Linked DNA regions of Zea mays: region 1 is linked to region 2. The links are chromatin contacts, called in public Hi-C maps. All regions are on one chromosome and are shown on one strand. The core of a region is the stretch at or near the end of the contact, and the rest is flanking DNA. Distances in the headings are between cores, read along the strand shown. Region 1 holds the start of LOC100276631 (glycine-rich protein 2). Region 2 holds the start of LOC103629727 (transcription factor bHLH48).

What was found. Hi-C and Micro-C count contacts between places; a contact is called where the count stands out from the background.
Region 1: a contact with region 2 is called in a Hi-C map of leaf, with 3 times the contacts expected there. The contact joins the promoter of LOC100276631 here to the promoter of LOC103629727 in region 2. A contact is called at or near these places in 6 of 25 Hi-C or Micro-C datasets (ear, leaf and tassel).

The regions. Positions count from the first base shown.
Region 1 is chr6:108,674,688-108,681,640 of Zm-B73-REFERENCE-NAM-5.0, reverse strand. LOC100276631 (glycine-rich protein 2) reads right to left here and starts at 3,003. Exons shown (of 1, transcript XM_008650847.2): 1 at 2,331-3,003. The coding sequence starts at 2,869. The coding sequence ends at 2,603.
Region 2 is chr6:108,529,488-108,536,718 of Zm-B73-REFERENCE-NAM-5.0, reverse strand. It overlaps LOC103629727 (transcription factor bHLH48), which reads right to left and starts at 3,453. Exons shown (of 7, transcript XR_004850241.1): 1 at 2,649-3,453; 2 at 2,436-2,570; 3 at 981-2,172; 4 at 659-727; 5 at 461-535.

The sequences.
Region 1 (6,953 bases), core at 1,754-4,253, 150 kb before region 2:
TCAAGTGATCCAATGGTCCACTTGAATACCATGGTTTTCTTCCTTATAGTCGTTTCCCGTTTGTGAGGAATCTCCACAAGTTGGAGCCTCTCACCCTTACAATGTTGATCACAGCAAAAAGCATAAGAGTAATGGAGGGAAATAAACACACGCAAGAGCTAGAATCGCAGCAATGACACGCACACAAGTCAAGAAGAGAGCACACAAGAACAGTGCAACAAGTTCACAACACAGCTAGTGCTCAAATCTCAGTCACGATGATCTGAATGCGTGTTTGCGGAGTCTAGGCGTCTTAGGATGTTCAATGGAGGCTTGGTATGTTGCTCCATGCGCCTAGAGGTCCCTTTTATAGCCCCAAGGCAGCTAGGAGCCATTGGATCTCTATTTGGTAGACAATTCTTGCCTTCTGCCAGTTGGCGCACCGGACAGTCCGGTGCACCACCGGACATGAACAGTGCCTATTTTTTTTCCTCTTCTGGCGAAGCCGACCGTTGAGCCTTCGGCCCCCTTGGCGCACCGGACACTGTCCGGTGCACATTGGACAGTCCAGTGCGGCCTGGTGACTGTTGGTTTGGTCCACGTGTCGCCCGTTGATTTCGCTGCCGACAGTTGGTGCGGGCGCTGATGGCTCACCGGACAGTCCGGTGATTTTTAGCCACGGCGCCTTCACCGATTCCCGAGAGCAGCGAGTTCGCTGCTGAACCAGCCTGTGTGTCCGATGCACCGAAGGCTGGTGCAAGTTTGGCTGGACTTAGCCAAACCTTCTCCAATCCAATTTCTTTTGATTAAACAAGGTTCCTAACACTTAGAGAATACCTTGATTCTTTGATTTGCATCTCTCTTTAGCACTTGGCACATATGAACTAAAATATTATGTGTTGGGCATCTAATCACCAAAACATTTATAGAAATGGCCTAAGGGCATATTTCCCTTTCAACCACAATTCTTCTATAACCTATTTAGTGCCATGTAATTGTATAGGATGATGAAAATATTATTCAAAACAAATATAATGACATATGTGAGGCCATGCGGTGGCGGCCATGCGAGGCTCGAGTGCAGGCGGTGGCCGCGCAAAGCACGAGCGGTGGTGGCGGTTTTATTGAGACTTGAACCAGCGGGCAGCGGCTGCGCGATGCACGAGCGACGACGGGCGCGGCTGCAGGATACATATGTGGCGGAAGCGGACGATCCAGTGAGGATTTACGCTATATCTGTCACTATTTTATGCTCAAAACTGATATTTTTATGCTCAAACCAGAAGTGTGTTCACTAGTATACCGCACGGCATATTTTTCACTCAAACCTAGGAGCAATCACTACTCTGAGAAGGACATTCGATCTAAAGATCATTCAATAGACTCACTGTAGTTGAATATGTGTTCAAACACATGAAGGCCACATGCATCTGTCCAGAGACCCCAACATCCCAAAAAAGATTGCAATCCTTGTATTTCAATAAGTGAAACAATTTTAATTGTGATCAAATTTATATAAAAGGTATTAGCGTCTATGGTACTAAATAAATATTGTTAGAGTAATTATTATAGAATTTTTCTTATAGTAAACCTTTTACTAGAGACATAAACATTTGGATTGTTTCCTATAAACTTGACCAAATTTTTAGAAAGGTTGGTTTATTCTAACCCTATTATTCGAAAATGTTTATAACAACAAATGGTCACATTAATATAATATATATATATATGTGTGTGTGTATATATATATATATATATATATATATATATATATATATATATATATATATATATATATATATATATATATATATATATATATATATATATATATATATATATATGCTGTACCTAACAGTACTACCTTTGGTTTCATAAATCTATGTTGTTTTGTACACATTAGGTTAAACTTTTAAAAAGTTTGACTTAAAGATAATTCTAAGTATTGATTCATTCAGATCCAGATGGAGTGTTTTTTCCAGATGTGGAGGAAGTACTATTTCATTTTGAAACCTTTGAAAAAAAAAGAACTTTAGTGCAGGATGGTGACCTTCTCTCCGGTGGATCGTGTATATGGCAAGCAATTTAAAACACTATTTTGCACTCCGAAGAACGAACGAGAAAAGGTCATGCCATATGCTTCCAGGCCGGCTTCGAGCTTTTATTGGGCCAGCCCAAGAGAGATGGGGCGAGGACCAAGAAGGAATTCAGACGATTACACGAAATATGCAATGGAATTGCAATGCAAGCACCGAGGGAGACGTAGTTACGTTTTTAACCACATAAAAAGGAAATCATATATATTCCGTCAATATAATGGTAGTAACAGTTTGAGGACTGGACACATTGCATTTCAAACGAATGATTTTAAAAGGAAATATCATATATATTCCATCACAAGATTACAGAACGACTTGACGCGAACACATGAATTTTAAATAGTAATGTCTACGTAATAATAATAATTAAATAACACAACCCGTTACCATGCATGCATAGATATTCATAGCAGACCAGTAGTACTATATGGGAACAGCGTTGCAAGTGACGTCGTCCATGCATGCATAGATGTTCAACAGTCCATGCATGCCAATGCCATGCGCGCGTCCGTCCGTCCGTCCGCTTAGTGCAGGTAGTAGGCGAGGAGGGAGAAGAGGAGCGCGGCGGGCGCGGCGGCGAGGGCGGGCGCGGCGCCGCTGGCGGAGGGCCCCGCGGCGGTGCCGGTGCCGGCGCCGGCGCCGGCGGCGCCAGCGGGGGCTTCGGCGGACGCCGACGACTCGGAGGCGGCTGGGGCGCCGGCGGCGGCGGCCTCGGTGGAGGCCAGCACTGCGGTGGCCGAGACGGCGACTACGAGGAGCGCGGCGATGAGGATCCTCTTGATCATCTCCATCTTTCTCTCGGGTTGGCGCGGTGGTACGTCGGCGGTCGGCTTGCCTGAGGGCTGAGGTCTCTCGGTTTTATTTGGATGTGCTGGCTTTTATTGGAGGCTGCTGGTTCACCTCTCGGTTTGCTTCTGCTGCTGTTTGGAGGAGGGGAGGACGGAGGGTTTTATACCCAGAGGGAGGCTGGGTGCGTGTGGTTGCGAGTGTAATCAGCGGCTAACTATTTATAGACTGTGATTAATTTAGAGATAGCTGTTAATTTAGAGCCAAGCAATTAGTATATGCATGTCCGAGGTGGAGCGGCACTTCCGCGACGATTATGGTCATTTTCGATCGATAGTTTCATCGCACTATTTTTAAGATTGTCACGTTAACATTTGTTTAATAAATAACAGTGTATACAGAGTTTCACTCTCTTCGTGTTAAATTGTATGTCACGTTATCATATTTACGAGCATCTCTAAGAAGCCGTTTGGTTCCTTTAGTCTAGGGACTAAAGTTTAGTTTCTACCATGTTTGGTTATAGGGACTAAAACTATTCAAAACACATTAAATGAATCATAAGATCAGAACTAAAATACCCTTTAACATTCTCCCGCCATTAGTACAACTGAAATAAAGAAGGGCAAAAAGTGAAATTTATATGGTTTAGTCCCTTTTAGTCACTCCTTGAGGGACTAGAGACTAAAACGGTTTAGTCCCTGTTTTAGTCCCACCGTTTGGTAATTTAGTTCCTAAATGTGACTATAATAGAGGGACTAATCTTTAGCCCATCAAACCAAACGACGCGTAAGAGACTATTCATTTTTAGCTTTCTATTTAACTATCTATTTACATTTTTATAAAGATTATACTATACATATATAGCATCTCAGTCCAACAGACTATCTATCTAGTTTGGCTAATCAGATAATTAGCCAAATTTGGCTAGTGACAGACAATTTGGAGGCTAGTCTATTGTAAAGTTATTTTGCTGTTTCACTTAAAAATAAAGTTATTTTGCTGTTGAGTAGCTAAAATTTGGTTTGTCGAGTCATTTAGCTAGTCACTTAGAGACGCCCTTATGTGGTATGTTTAGGGATGGGAACGGGGAATTCCCCATCGGGGAATAGCTCCCCTTCCCCGCGACAAAAAATTTATCCACGGTATCCCCATGAACGCTTGCGGGAAACATTTCTTTTTCATCCCCGTTCTCCGCGGGGATAAATCCCCAACGAGGATCCCCATCTCCATTTAAATTATAATTAAGACATATGTTCTTTGTTATTAATATTAAATATTATCACTTAGACACACATTGTTAGATGTAACAAATTATTATACATACATCAAAATAAACACATTTGTACAATTAGTGGTCTCTTGACAAGGTAATTATTTATTTTTGTCGTTAACTAGTATAAAAACATAGTCACGTGCATATTTAACGGGTCCCCACGGAGAATGGAGATTTAGAATGCTTCCTCGGCCTCATTCCCGTTTACCCGTCGGGGGGTAAATTTTTCCCGTTTATATCCCCGCGGGAGAAGTTTTTTCTCTATCCACTAATGGAGGAATTCCCCGCGAAGAATCAGAGATTGGGTCCCCATCGCCATCTCTAGGTATGTTATTCAATAAGAATGAAACTTAAAATTTCCACTGAGAATGGACTAAGAATGTGGTTCTACTCATTGGGAACGTATACCGTGCTGTACAGCTCCCGTTCTCATATGAACATATTAACCATTCCTCATCCAACCGTGGACGGATATTTTTCACTTTTCCGCTCTATATTTTTCACTTTTCCGCTCCCACCTCCACCTCCCTCCAGCATCTGTCTATTCTCTTGCAAAAAAACAAAACAAAAAAAAAAACCCTCCCGCCATACAGATCGAGCCTATCCCAACAAGGAGTTGACTGGTCTTCTTCTCCCTTTCGCGCTGGAAATGAAGTGTCCACGTCAAGGACACCCTGCAGCGAGCCTCCACTCCAGTCGCAATTCCTGTCGCCGTGAGGGAGAGCTGCCTCCTTCAGTCCTCCAGCCAAAACGGTGCAGTAGGGATGCCTCCTCGGCTCCTCCTCCAGCAAAAATTGTGTGGAAAGGCCTCTCCTACCAATCTAGTGCCGCCCTCCTCCTCTATCTGTTGTGCCACCATCGCCCGCCATTGCTGCATCGGCACTGAACGCCATTACTGCACCATCATCGCCCGCCTCTGCTGTGTCGGCCAAAAACAGGTGTACTGTGGGATGGAGACTCCTTGCGGCGCGGATAGCCAGGGAAACTATGCGATCGTCGTCGACCACAGGCAGATTGCTGATGGAGATGGTGGATATCGATTGATCATGCCTGAGATGGATAAGGGGGCACCACACTAGCCACGCAAGGGGACGACGACAGACACGTGCAAGCTATCTGTTATTAAGAATCTGTCATGTTTATATTAAATACTATGGCCAATAGTTTGTTAATGACCATCTCTGAACATTTCGTACACTGGGATTCAATTCAGATTACAAGCTTCAGTTTACAATCTTGAATTCAGCTTACAAGCTTCAATTCAGCTTCAGTTTACAATCTCCAGTTTACAGTCTTCAGTTTACAATCTTTAAAATAGTCATTATGCATGTAAGGAAAATAGTCTGTGGCCCATTCAACCATATGATTTTGATGTTTGATGATCAATATAATCTTATAGACTAATGTGTTTTCTAGTGTTTATGTTTATAGTTCACAAGATGCGGAGTGGTTTTGAACCAAGGTAATAAGGAGATAACCACTTCAAAGAAGACATTATAAATCATATTGAAGACCTTTATATATGCTAAGAGTCCAATACACCAAAAACTAGAAGTGGAATGCAAAGCCACAAACAAAAGTAAAGTTACAAAAAATGTATAGCTTTCTATTAGCTTTCAAAAAGTCCAAGATCATCAAAATCAGAGTTCAGAGCTAAGAGTTATGACCACAATACGAATTTAGGTGTGCTGAAAAAAATAGCAGCACAGGAGTGGACAGCACAAGCGGTCTGGTCCGCCAAATCTACTCAAATTGATATAGTTTCAACTCTGGGGTGTAGAGAATTTTATTAGTTTTCCAAAAAATCCAAGATTATCAAAATCGGAGTCCGGAGCTAAAAGTTAAATACGAGAAGCATCTTGTTCTGCGCAAGAGGTCCGATGCGCCACAGGACCGATACGACAAGTACGGAAGGTCCGGTGCGCCATTTTCAGAAGATCCAACGGCTACCTCTAACAGCTAGTACACGTGGAGGTCCGGTGCATAGATCCGATGCGCCACGGGAAGGTCCGCTGCGCCATAAAAAGCTACAACTTACTTTCTAATGGCTAATTTTGGTTTGGGGTCTATATATATCACACCACCCGACCATTTGGAGGTGTGGGAGAGCAAGCAACATACCAAGTGAGGTGAGGCACATCTCCATGGCTCCAAACACCTAGGTGCTTAATAAAACCACTCGGTGATTAGCGTAGATACTTTGCGAAGTGCTTAAGTTAGTTAGATTACTATTGTGTTTGCTCTAGGTTGTTCCTAGTAGATTGAGTGAGGTTAGAAAACCCCACAGAAACTCTCCGCCCTTGTGCGAGCCATTGTACTTGTACCAAATGGGGAAAGAGTCTTGCAATACCACATCACTCGTGATTGTTGTGTAGGCGCCACCGTGTACTAGAGAGAATAAGTCATGCGGCGTTTCGGTCGGAAGTTCGATAGTAAAGACGACGGGGAGCATCTGAGAGTAGGCCAGAACAGAGCACCACTTGCGCGTGGAAAAAGCCCACGACTCTCTTCGGAGTTACTCGGCCGAATGATTGGCCCTCGCGTGGGCTTCTTTGCATAGGGCACCAACAAGGATTAGTTAGAACCTTGCGTGGTTTTAGATATTTCGGTAAAAATATTTGCGTGTCAATAGGAGTTTGCATCTATACCTTTGTCTTTAAGCTTACACATTTATTATTTACTTAAGTTGCAATCTCTACTATTCCTAGCTTAGAATATAGGATTGGAACTTGGATTGCTAAGCTATTTTTGAGTAGAGATAGCAATACTTAGACAAAATCTAGTTTGCACATTATTGCTTAGTTATTTGCATAGGT
Region 2 (7,231 bases), core at 2,204-4,703:
ATATATATAAACATACTAGTATTTATGACACATAATAAGTATCATTAGACTAAGGCACTAAGCATTGTAGATTTTCAAAATAAATATATATTTGAAAAAGTAAAATGTTGATATTTTTTCACACTTGAGATTTTTGTTACTCCTCCAGAAACTGTATATATATATATATATATTCTTGTTGGAATGGAAGAAGCAGGCTATAACTAGACAGAACAGCACCCAACTTGGCTAGATCTGAAAAAAACAGCAGCATATTTGAGTATGCATGAGGTATCCTGCTAGTTTTAACAGAAGTTCCGCCGAAACCAAGCTATTCAAGCAGAAAAAACTTCAAAAGTTCATATGGTTTTTCATTAATCAAGCACTCTGCTCCAGGAGAAAGCTTTCCTTAAAAATGTGTCTGTAAATCAATGAGGCCCAACTTGTAGAAAGCTGACAAAAAGGATAGCAGCATAAGTACCTCCGTGGTCAGAAAGCTATCTAGCCCACCAAAATCGCCCCTCGGGTTTACAGTTGCAAGCCTCATTGACAAGTACTGGACCAACCACATCGGTAGAACAGTAGTGAGATTAGCAGAAAGATAATGCGTGCTATGTTGGCTAGAAACGAAAAGGGCTTTTCAGATTTTTCAGGTTGTGCAAGGGATATCAACAGTTACCTCAACTTGCCTTTGGAGAGACTGAACATGATTGATGATCTCATCTAGCACCAACGCTGTTCCTGATACCTGATAGGGCCCAAAAAAAACAACATGCATTAATTAACTAATTCATTTTCCTCGGTTCTTCCATTATCATTTTTAGATTGTAAGGAAAGCAAAATCAAATGGAGAACTGCCTAGACTAGAGTTTCATTCCAAGATATTTAAAGTAACATTATTTCACAAGAACAATTGAGGAGAGGAGAGGAGGGGAGAGGCGTAGCACGCAGCCTAATAGCGTCATCATAAAGATCAATTCGTTTATCAAAAAGAAGAATACCAATTCATGCGTGAATAGCAATCAGTGACAAGCTTGACTGCAGAACATTGTTCATTGCTTCGTGACAGTGAATTGCTGTGCAACTTTGTAGCCGGTCCAGCAACGACAGTAGCTGGAATATGGCAACCCCTGCGCCTTTGTTGAAGGAAACACGAAACCTCACATGGAATTGACCTACAGCACCACTCCAGAGTCCATACCAACAGCTGTTGCTGTTGCTGTCCTTGCAGTGAAACTAATGGTCAAACCATCGCAGTAGCAATGGCACACACCAACCATTCCCCCCATAAACTCCACGCACCAGCAAAAACCAGCAATCGGCCACTCCTCCCCAATGGTGGCCTATGCTGCCACCACCTCCATAATCCAACACCCAAAGATGCCGACCCATAATCCAAATCATTATTGCGAGCGCAGCGCAAAGGAGGATAGCAACATTCCATCAAGATAGGAGGATGGAAGCTGCCATGGCGTAGACCAAGCCCGTCCCAGTCCCACCCCCCATTAAGCTACCCGCCCCGGGACCTTTCAAAGCGGCTGCTACATTCCGCCCAGACAATCACGCCCAATACCCGGTTAGGTATGCCTGCCGGATCACGATGCCTCCCCCCTGTCTATCACCCACAAGGGAGCCGGCCACTATACCCCCTCCATTCCCATCCCACCCCCGTCGTGCAAACCGACCCATAAGGACGTGTCGGGCGCACGATGCCAGAATAACCAGGCACCGCAACGTTCTGGAACGCACTGCATTTAAGGTCTTCCCCGCGTGATATACGGTGGTTTGTTTTCGCAACCAGCGAGGCAAGCAGGCGGAGTAATGGAGTATGCCGCACGGCCACGGCAGCGTCTAGCTAGCAAGCATCTTCGACTGCAATGCGTTGCACAGTTACAGGGCGCCGAGGCCGAGCAAAGGGAGGACCATTCGGAGATGGCCTCTCAGAAGCAGTAAAAAGACCACCGACGGCAGGAAAAGCAATGTAGTTGGACGCGTAGGAGAACCGGAATTTTTACATGACACTAGGTCACATATTGCGTAGTTTAGGCTTCCATCCAAAAGGCGATGCAAATTGAAGGTGGGGCATGCGAAATGCATACATAGGAGAGAAAATGCAGGCACACGGACCTTACTGCAGCCGGGGACCAGCTCCTTGAGCAGCTCCATCCTCGCATTGATCTTCTCGCGTCTCGCCTGATGAGTGGTTTTTTTTTATAAAAAAGACAGAAAAGGATAATCAGCTTTTTGGCGAGACTGGAGAAGAACGAATAATTAAGTAATTAGCGGCGAAAGCGACCCCCCAAAAAGGATCTAGCGGCGACGTTCGTCACCACGTCCTAATAACCCAATCATTGGCATAAACCCTCGCGGCAGACCGAATCTGACCCTCCCATGAGGCTGGCTAAGAGCTCAGCGAGGCGCGCGATTAGCGGAGCGGCGCGGCGAAGCGAGCTCACCCGCTCGGCGAGGCTGTGGCTGTCCGTGGCCTGGCCCCGCCTGGCCCGCACGTGCACGTACGCCGGCTTCTCGTCCTCGCCGCCGGCGGCCGCGGGCTTCTCCTCCGCCGTCTTCCCCTTCTTCGCCGCCTTCCCCTGCGGACACGGAGCAATCAGAACCTAAGCTCCGGCGAGGTGCGCGCGGAAATGCAGACGCGTGATGTGGCAGTCCACCTTGGAGGCGCGGTCGACGGGGTCGGCCTTGCGCTTGCCGGCGACGGCGGCGGGAGGGGGCGGTGGAGGCTGCTGCGTTGGGGATGGGGAGGGCGGCGACGGGGGCGCGAACGTGGAGAAGCGCCCGGCGCGGTCCACGAGGTGCGGGTCGGAGGGGAAGGTGGGCGTGGGCGCGGGCGCTGCGGCTGGGGCTAGGGCTAGGGCGGGCGGCGTCGTGCGGGGGAGGAGCAGCTCCATGGCCTGCGGAGTGGGGAGTCCCAGCAGCGCCGTGAAGGAGCCTCCGCCCCCGCGGGCGCCCGCGGCGTTGCCGTTGGCGGGGGCCAGCGCCGCCTGGATCTCGCGCCCGGCGGCGGGGAGCTCCTGCGGTGGCGAGGCGTGGCGCATTGGCGCGGCGGAGGCGTCCGGGACGAGAGAGACGGCGGGAGGAGGACACGGGACTGGAGCGGAGGTGGAGGCAGGGGAAGGGGAGGATGGTCCCGTTATTTATAGTGGGGGTGGGGCGGCGCTGAGGCGAGAGGTGGTGTGCCGCACGCGCGTGAGCTGCTCCTGCGTTCGCACTCGCACGCTCCCCGGCCCTGGCTCCGGTTCCGGCTCCGCAGGGCTGGGGTCAAGGAAGGAGAAGATGGGAGAGGAGAGGAAGCCAGGAGCCAAGGCCAACACAGGAGGGTGGACCGGTGGAGGGGTGGTTGGTTTTTGTTACCGGAGGGCTACTGCTATGCTGCTACCCTTTTTACCGGGTGGGGCCCAATCCTAGCTCTCCCATACGTGGACCAAGGACTGTGGCGTGCGGTGGGAGGGGCCGAGACCGAGAGGGTGGGCACCGCACTGGGCAGTGGGCAGTACTGGCGGTGAAACTCTGTTGCTGTTGACCTTTACCATTTCCGGCAGTGCGTGTGGTGGACCGGTCCGGACCGTGCGGGTTGCTAGCGTAGCGAAGTCGCTCTGGAAAGCAGAGGCTTCCAGGCCAGTACAAACAACTCATCAAAAGCCAGGTCGGACCAGTCAAAAGCCGTCCGCTTCATAGGGGCTTGTTCTGTTTAAAATGAATTGTTCAGTTTAAAATGAATTGGGGAGTATTGGAAAACTTAAATCTCATTCTATATAAATTTGTATATGAGATTTAATTCTCTCAAATCCTCTCAATCTACTTCTAACAGAATAAACCCTTAGACCACGTTCAACGGGCCAACGTCCAAACCAGGTCAGGATCGAAAGCAGCCCAGTATCAAGTGATACATGTGTTGTCACTAATTCCTAGTCACTAGCCCAGGAACCAACCCGGGAGGTAGCTCACTAGGACTCGTTCCATACCAAAAATTGAGTGAGGGCTCGTTCGGTAGACATGGAATGGAGAACCGGAATTGTTTCTACCCAGATTGTTTCTCTAATTTGTATAAGTTTTATCAACATGAACAATCCTTGGTGCATTCCAGTAGAAACGAACAGGCCCTGAAGAGAATTCAAATCAGGTGAGTCTGTTTTTGGTCTAGATTAAAACGAACGGATCTATCAGACTGGACCGAATTCTAAGCCAGATTGATTCATCCAGCCCGGAAAGAGACAGGGAATAAGAGAGGGAATAGACCGTTCCGTTCGAAACTAACGACGCCTTAATCGGATCCCCTGATGTCGAAGTCACTTGACATCTGATCCCACGCAGCAGTGACCACGCGCGACGTCGGAGAATCCTAAGCCGGTAAATGGTGCAGCGGAGGTTGGAAATTCTTTTTATCTAATCTCAGAAGGTCTTCGGATTTGATTTTTTTTTCTTCTATATGTCACGTCGACCAGTGAATTTTGCATTTTGGGATGTTGGTGATAATTTTTCCCGACTCAAGTAGTGTCAATCCATAATATTTAGGATACAAAATTCCGTTCCGACGGAAAACAGAATGTTCTAGAAGACCCGTAAAGTTATTTTTTGTGGTGGATGGTGGACAACATAAATAATCTCAATATTTAGGGCTCGTTTAGTTCTTTTAATCAAGGGACTAAAATTTAGTCCCTACATATTATGGTCTAGAGACTAAAAATATTTAAAAAGTATTAAATAAATCATAAGAGGAACAAAATATCCCTTAGTATTCTCCTTTCATTAGTGTAACTGAAATAAAGGAGGACAAAAGGTAGATGTTGTACACCAAATGTGGCGAGGGTGCGGCCCTAGGGGGCCGGAAGGTCCACGTCCCAAGGTCAGATTAACTCGGGCGATTATACTTTATCTCGTGCGTGGTTATCCATATAATCACGTGGAATTTATTAGCTATTGCCTAGGAACAGGTTCAGACCCCCCTATATATGAATGGGTACGACCGATTAAAAAGCCTCGAACACATTCTAATCAAATAAATTACTTTCTTTATTATTCCTATCCTAAGAGTAGATGTAGCGTAGTTCTAGTTATATCTTTCTACATATCCACTCCACCCATATTGGACTCTGTGTCGTCTAAATCTGTTTTAGGTGTCCTGCTGATCCCAAGACAACCATAAGATCTAGTTGTTCATTCAAGATACACTACGTCGAGTGTCTATTAATTCAGATGACTCCACATCGTCTGAGGATGCGCCGGGTGACAAGTCGACCTGGAGCACCCTAAGATCTCTCCCTAGAGATCGAGATCTAGATTCCAGCGATGAAGACGACCCCGTGCCATCGCGGACCGTCCGTGCCGCCGCAGATGGCACCACCAGACGTCACACCCCTAGTGATTGGTGCTACCCAGATTGCCGGCAACAATATAATTAATATGATTTAGTACCTTTTAGTCAAGTACTAGAGACTAAAACAGTTTAGTACCACCGTTTACCAATTTAGAGACTAAATAAAACTAAAATGGATAGACTATTCTTTAGTCTCTCAAATCAACCTTACTAATCCGCTCGATCATGAGAACAACGACAGAATTACTCCTCCTATTTGTGCTGCAGGCCTGTATCTGTTAAGTTATTACGAGATGCATTTGGTGTTGCCAATTTATAATTTTTTTTTATAAATAGAAATGCAGTTATTCTAATACTTTGGCACTTTTTTCTGATTATCTTGACAGAACGAAGACATCACATGACAATGTTCGGTTTACTATGTCTCGCCCAATGATTACATTCTCGTGTGCGATTTCCAAAAACCGTTTTGTTGGTCAAAGTTTGACCTCTATATTTTTAAAATTTGAAAACCGGAATACATCAGGTATACAGCGGGAACGAGAAAAAAATGCCAGATTTCACCTGTTCTCGTTCGGTAAGGTAATCTTTGGTCTCACCTCTGTATCACATGGTTGTAAGAGCATCTTCAACAATATAACATATAAAAATATCTTATAATTTAAAAATGAGTATATTTTATATAATTTAAGACATTAATAAAATATTATATTACAACAGTAAAAATTTAAATCTAGATTATATAACAACTCACTATGATGTAGTATATTTGAGACACATGAGAGTGTTTATAATTTTTTGATCAAATTTTAACACTATTGGAGTATTTTTTTCTACGTAGAGTTCTATATTTTAATTTGAGACACTAGTTTAAAGTATTATTGAAGATTCTTTAATACTGTTATAGAACTAGAATCCACTACCGATCAACTACTTCCAGTGGTTTACAAATCAACGGCGATAACCCTTCACCACTGGCATTGTGAAGCTAGAGTAAATCAAAGAAGGGCGTAAAACTATAAATACTTTGAGGGTGCATAGTAATATATGTATGTGGTGTATATATATATATATATATATATATATATATATATATATATATATAGTGAAAATCTAGTCTTTTTCACAAGTTTTGTAATTTCTCGTTGGGTCATATGTACCCACTGCTAACTATCTAGCTTCGTCCTTGACCACTGGTTTTAATTTGAAAATCCAAAAATATATTTTTTATTATTAGTATCTTAAACCAAGAACCTAGAGAGATTAACATGGAACACATATAGACCCGAGTTTGAATTTTCGACCATACTTTTACACACCCCACAATCGTCCTGGTTGTGTACTATGTCCACGACACCGAGGAAGCAGGCTCCAACGTCTTAGGACGAGTGACAAAATCTCGAGTCGAGCACGTGTGGCGGGACGGGACGCCAACGGCATGCCATGTTGGCATAAGCAGCTCGTGGGAAACGAGCAGCGAATGGCGGAGCGGCCGTGCGCGCATTCCCGGTTGTCTCACGCGCGTGCGGCAGTGGCCGTGGCTGAGCCAAGAAAAGCTGCCTCTACCAGTGCCGACGGCGGCACCTGCGCCGCCGCTTTTTCCACGGGGAGACGAATTGACGATCGACCGAGATCAAAACGACATCCCATTCTTCTTCTCTGCGCCACGTGGAGTTTCTCAGAGCTCCGAGAGCGCGACTGCCAGTAGGGCCACTGTACTCGGATCGTGTGGTAAGGTGGCCGCTGGTGGAGGCGGGATGGGGATCTCGTCGCAAAGGTTGTCAGCTGGGACGCCAGACGAATCTGCTGATGTTGCGCGCTCAGTAGCTCATGGGCTCAGAGCTTACGTTCGCCAGTTTCAAGGCCCACAATCGTATATTGCTAGTAGTAGGCAACTAGATTTCTTTTGACTCTCCTAAC